Linked DNA regions of Sus scrofa: region 1 is linked to region 2. The links are chromatin contacts, called in public promoter capture Hi-C maps. All regions are on one chromosome and are shown on one strand. The core of a region is the stretch at or near the end of the contact, and the rest is flanking DNA. Distances in the headings are between cores, read along the strand shown.

The links. Promoter capture Hi-C pulls out the DNA fragments that hold promoters and counts their contacts.
Region 1: a contact with region 2 is called in a promoter capture Hi-C map of liver, with 5 times the contacts expected there. The contact joins the promoter of ZMYND8 here to the enhancer-like site in region 2. A contact is called at or near these places in 2 of 5 promoter capture datasets (both in liver), 7 of 47 Hi-C or Micro-C datasets (adipocytes, embryonic fibroblasts, fibroblasts and 2 more) and 2 of 2 datasets of contacts at active chromatin or transcription factors (alveolar macrophages and skeletal muscle).

What each region holds. Positions count from the first base shown.
Region 1 is chr17:49,389,123-49,391,822 of Sscrofa11.1, forward strand. It overlaps ZMYND8 (protein kinase C-binding protein 1), which reads right to left and starts at 1,296. Exons shown (of 26, transcript XM_021078039.1): 1 at 1,021-1,296; 2 at 95-328. The coding sequence starts at 108.
Region 2 is chr17:49,293,466-49,296,165 of Sscrofa11.1, forward strand. The region is part of intron 14 of ZMYND8 (protein kinase C-binding protein 1); the gene reads right to left. Among named protein-coding and RNA genes, the nearest start is that of ZMYND8, 96 kb to the right of the region's middle. Within about 2 kb of position 1,271, at least 8 of the 83 cell types and tissues checked have an H3K27ac peak or open chromatin away from gene starts, as enhancers often do. A contact at or near this core is called in embryonic fibroblasts, liver and skeletal muscle, where this site is marked.

The DNA of each region.
Region 1 (2,700 bases), core at 46-2,545, 96 kb after region 2:
GGCACGGCCAGCCACAGAGAAATCACACTGCTCGCCCACAATGCGGATGTCTCAGAGGGAGGGGGAGAAAAGATGGTTAAAAAGTCGAGCTTACCTCTGTGGATGCATTGTTAACACTGTGTAATGTCAATACTTATAAAACATGGAGGACAGGCTCCTAGTTCTCACAGAAAAAGGGTTTGGCACTTCGGCTTGATGATCTGGCCGCCTAATAAAAGCTCATCCCCGATTGGCTGCCCCGGCAAATCGGAGTGTAAGGCGGCCTCGGATTGGCGGAAACACTTCCTGAGCGATTATCTTTGTGAGGCTCTGGTGAGCAAGAGCCATCCTGTGCATAGAAAAAGACAGGCTAAGCTAGGCCTTTTGCAGCAAGAAAAACTTAGGGAAGGGGCCCCCAGACGCCCTTCTCCCACACCCTGGCTAGAGTTCCCGGCACGGGCAAGCCAGTGCAGCCAGCCTGACCTGCTCCAGCAAAGCCTGAGGCCCGGAGGCCCCAAGCAAGAGCGATTTGGGGGTGAGCTGGAAGGGCTCACCCTCATCTGCCCCCACGGAAACGGCTCTCTCGCTGGGAGGAAGGCTGGTCCTTTTTCTAGAACAATCCAGCAGAACGTTCTTCCCCCACCCCCGCCCCCGGCGAGGTGAGGGGCGGACTGAGGCCGAAGCGTGGGGAGCCCCAGGAAAACAGCCCAGGGAACAAGAAAAAAAAGAGGCTGGAGGCAGGCCTCTGAGGCCGAAGAGACCGGGCAGGCGAGCCCCCCAGATGGTTCCAGAGCAGCCCTGGCTTCTCAGAGGACAGAGGACTCGGGCTGGCAGGGAGGAGGGGCACCCAGTGGTCAAGTTTGCATAGTCATTGTCAGACTGCCTCCTGGACAAAGCAGGCCAGAGAGCCCTTCGCCTCGGCCCAGAATCTCACCTCTCACCGCCCCCCACCCCCATCCAGAGCTCCAACGAAAACCAAATCCGGCTCCTGCCTCCTGGCCGGGATGCCAGCCCCGCACCCCCAGCAGCTTCGGTCCTTACCCTAAGAAAGGCCAAATGCGCTCCTAGCAGGCCACATGCCTAGAGCTACAGACTTCCCTTCCCCTCCCGGCCCCCTCCCCCACGGCGGAGGCCTGCTAAACCTGTCAGTTAAACAAAAATCTGACTTCCGTATTAGTCTGCGATGGCTTCAGCTTCCTGCCTATTAACCCTCTCTCGGACTCTGGGCCTGGCCGGGAAAAGCTAGGCCCTGAGAGCGCAGAAAAGGCCTGTGGAAAAATACCAGCGGCAGCTCTCCCGGCAGATGCAGAAAGAGAGAGAGAGAGAGAGAGTGAGTGAGCCGCTGTCTCTCGCCTTGGCTTCCCAAGGAGGCGTGTACCTTCTGAATCCAGGGCACAGGCAGTGCCTCTCGGGCTGAGAAGCCATTTAAATCCAGAGGGAGAAAGAAAGATGTCAAACCCAGCCAGGGAACAAGAACCCCCATTATTAGTCAGGCCTACACCCACTGCTTCGCCCTTCCTGCCACAGTCATCCCTGCATGGGTCTTCTGGGGGAGCTGGGCCCTCAGCGGGCAGACAAATCCCATGAGCTTTATAAGGATTTTTGCTGAAATTTACTTCCACGGCTTCTCTGGGTCCCCACAGGCAGATGGAACAGCTATTTCACACACAGCCCTACCCCTTGGCAATCCCCCCACCCCCATATCTCTGGCACTGCTCCCCAGTAAAACATTAACTCGTGTTTCAGAACTGCTTATAATTCCACCCATTTCAATAGTATTCGGAGGTCTTTGCCTGGTTCCTCCTTTGTAACTGGTGGGCAGCCCGAGAAAGAAAAGGCAAATCCAAAAGGATCTTTAAAAGTCCACACGCACTGGCTTCTTTCTTTAAAAAAGACAAGGTGCTTGATTAACAAGGTTTAAAAACACAAAACAAAACAAAACACCCCAGCAAGCTGGAACCCCAAAGGCTAAATAAACCCCATTCTTGAGAGGCTGGAGAAAGCATCCCGAGGTGACGCAGCCATATGCCAGGAGGTAAAAGTATGGACCAATAAAGCCTCCCCTTCTCCTTCTAAAATTAGGGCTTGTGGGCTTTCTCATCCCACACAGTCCGCTGCCACAAAGAAAACGGTGGCGCTGATGGCCTGCTCGCCCTGCCCCCGTTCCCCCACCCCCACCCCCACCCCCACGGACGACAGATGCCCACCGAGCACACATAAATTCTTCCTGGCTGGGAATCTTATGTCAAATAGGAACAAGCCAAGAACCCAAGGACACGGTACCGCAGGGGCAGGGCCCCGGCTTTATGAAGAGGGAGGGGATTTCGTTGCTATATTTTAGGCTAAAGAGGCCAAGATGCGGGGGAGGGGGGGGGCACTGCCGCCACCACCACCAGATCTGACAAAGGACAACAGGCCTGGGCCTCACCAGAAGGGAGGGGCCTCCTCTTCCTGGGGGTGGAACTGAGCCCAGGGAGACCAGACCGGGGACAGGAGGCCAGAGCTCATCAGCCTCTGTGCTCCCGCCTGGCTGTGTGGGCAGCGGCCATCCACAGCCATCCCATAAGAATACTCCATGTGTCTGTGTGTGGGTGCTGCTTTGGGGAAAACAAATAGAATGAGGAGTTTCTGGCCGATCTAACTTCCCGACCCCACTTGAAGAAATAAAATACATGGCCGTTTCGCGTGGTGGATTTTACCCTGGGATTAAAGCTTGTTGCA
Region 2 (2,700 bases), core at 21-2,520:
GGCCTTGCTCAGTGGGTTCAGGATCTGGTGATGCCATGAGCTGCGGTGTGGGTCGAAGATGCAGCTTAGATCCCACATTGCTCTGGCTGTGGTGTAGGCTGGCAGCTATAGCTCTGATTCGACCCCTAGCCTGGAAACTTTCATATGCTGTAGGGGTGACAGCAGGACAAAAAAAAGGCAGAAAGACTTTCTCCACTGCGGGCATCTCTGACAAGCCTCAATGCACATCTTGGTCACTAGCTGGATGACTGAACATCTGTGTCTGCTGAGCCCACAGCAAATAGTGTGTGTGAGAGAAGAGGAGACAGGATTCCCGGAGAGAGAAACAGGAGTCTGGGGGAATTAGGAAAAGAGGAAAGAATCAGGCCTTCCACTCTCGCCACAAACTCATCCTTATTTAGGACTTAAAATAAGCAGAGGCACAGAAGGGGGCTGGAACCATCCACGGGGCTCAGCTCCTATTTTAGAGCAGAGACAAGAGGCCCAAGACAGCAAATGAGGGCCTGATGAGTTAGCAAGCCAGACCTTCTTCGCTCCTTTTTGAAACAAAACGTATCCGAAGAGTAGTGAAGTATCCAACGGGTAACCCATGGACTGAGTTTTATATCATGGGTTGTATTTGTTTGACACAAAGAGACCTTTTCTATTTAATGAAATTGATAGTCAATTCTTAGAAACTAAAAAAAATTCACATAAAAATCTAGATTTCTGGGAGTTCCCGACGTGGCGCAATGGTTAACGAATCCGACTAGGAACCATGAGGTTGCGGGTTCGGTCCCTGCCCTTGCTCAGTGGGTTAACGATCCGGCGTTGCCGGGAGCTGTGGTGTAGGTTGCAGACGCGGCTTGGATCCCACGTTGCTGTGGCTCTGGCGTAGGCCGGTGGCTACAGCTCCGATTCGACCCCTAGCCTGGGAACCTCCATATGCCGCGGGAGCGGCCCAAAGAAATAGCAAAAAGACAAAAAAAAAAAAATCTAGATTTCTGTTTGTCTTGAAAACAGTCTGACAACACAGGTTCAACAGGCAGGAGCTGCTTCCTTTAGAAAACCACGTTGTCCTTCAGGCAACCATCCAAATCCTCCAGTTAACCCCAACCCCTAGAGCTGGGCCAACTGCCCCAACTGCACAGAGGCACAGTGGCCAGGACCCATGAAATCAAAACACACCCTGTCCGGCAGCTTTTCAGTTCGTGTATCTCGGTTGAAAGCCTGAGCCACACAGCAGAAAGGCCAGAGTCTAAAGGTCAAACTTGACCACAAGCCACGTACGATCCTGGGGAAGCAACTGCTTCGCTTTACTTCAGTTTCCACTTCCTTCCAACGGGGCTATCACCTTACCCTGACGGTGGCTGTGGTTTGTTTTTTCGATAGTTTTAATTTACAGAAAGCAAAAATTCTCTTTTCAGAGAATACAGTTCTCCGGGTCTTCATACCTGCAGAGATGCTTGTAAGCAGCAGAAACAGAATGTAGAACAAGTGCATCTCCCCAAAAATCCCTTTGGGATGCGGAGTCAGTTCCTCCCAAACCCCCAGCTGTCACTGATCTTTTTTCAATTTCTTGTAATTTTAACTTTTCCAGTCTTTTTTTTCTTCGAAATGAAACACTGGTTAGTTAGATATAATCATGCCATACTGGAGTTCCCGTCGTGGTGCAGGGGAAACAATCCAACTAGGAACCATGAGGTTGTGGGTTCGATCCCTGGCCTCGCTCAGTGGGTTAAGGATCCGGTGTTGCCATGAGCTCTGGTGTAGGCTGGATCTGGGTTGCTGTGGCAGCTACATCTCCGATTCGACCCCTAGCCTGGGAACTTCCATGTGCCTCAAGTGCGGCCCTAAAAAGACAAAAAGACCAAAAAAAAAAGAAAAAGAAAGAAAAAAAGCCGTTATTATCCCTGGCACTCTGTCTCATTCTACCTGTTCAAACGAGTGACACAGATGCTAGACATCATATCCCATGAGAATTATCCAGCCTTTCCCTCCATCTTCTGGGGTCTTCTCCCAGCCATGGCACCTACGACCAGTGCCTATCTGCTCCTCTTCCCACTGGGTCACTGCGATTCCAACACCCCCATTCCCAAGGCCTTTGTTTCCACTGACAAAACGAGGCGTGTGTCCCAGGAATGGAAAGAGGTGGTGGGGAGTTTCTGCGCAGGAAGCCTCGGACCCCAGAAACACACGCCAGGGAGAAAACCTTTCAAGGCCAGAGGGTGGGTCAGCCCAAAGGGAAAGCCCAAAGCCAGCCCGGCTGCGGGAAGGAGCGATGCCTGCCACACAGGACTGGCAGAGGGGAAGCGTGGCCATGAGAACCCCTCTTGACAGCTTGCTTTTTTGGGGCGCGGAGGTGTGAGGAGGGCGTGAGAAAGCAAACCACACTGCAGAGAACAACAGGTGTTTCCCTGGGGAGCAGACGGGTCCCTGAGTGTTCAAGAGAGGAATTCCCACCAGCCAGCCTAAGGCCCCTCAAGTCACCGTCCCATCCCTCCCCGGCTGCACCACCAGGTGGCCAGGGTGAAAGAGGCACTGGTCTCCATGGAGACACAGGCTCGCTCCAGCTCAACCACCTCGGGCTCTGCAATCTGGGGCCTCCGAGCCTCCTCTCCAGTCCTCAGTTTCTCCATCTGAAAACAGCACCGATAAACAGGCACTGACCACCAGAGGCTGCACTTAGGCAGAGCATCACTCCACACAGGCGGCCTCCCC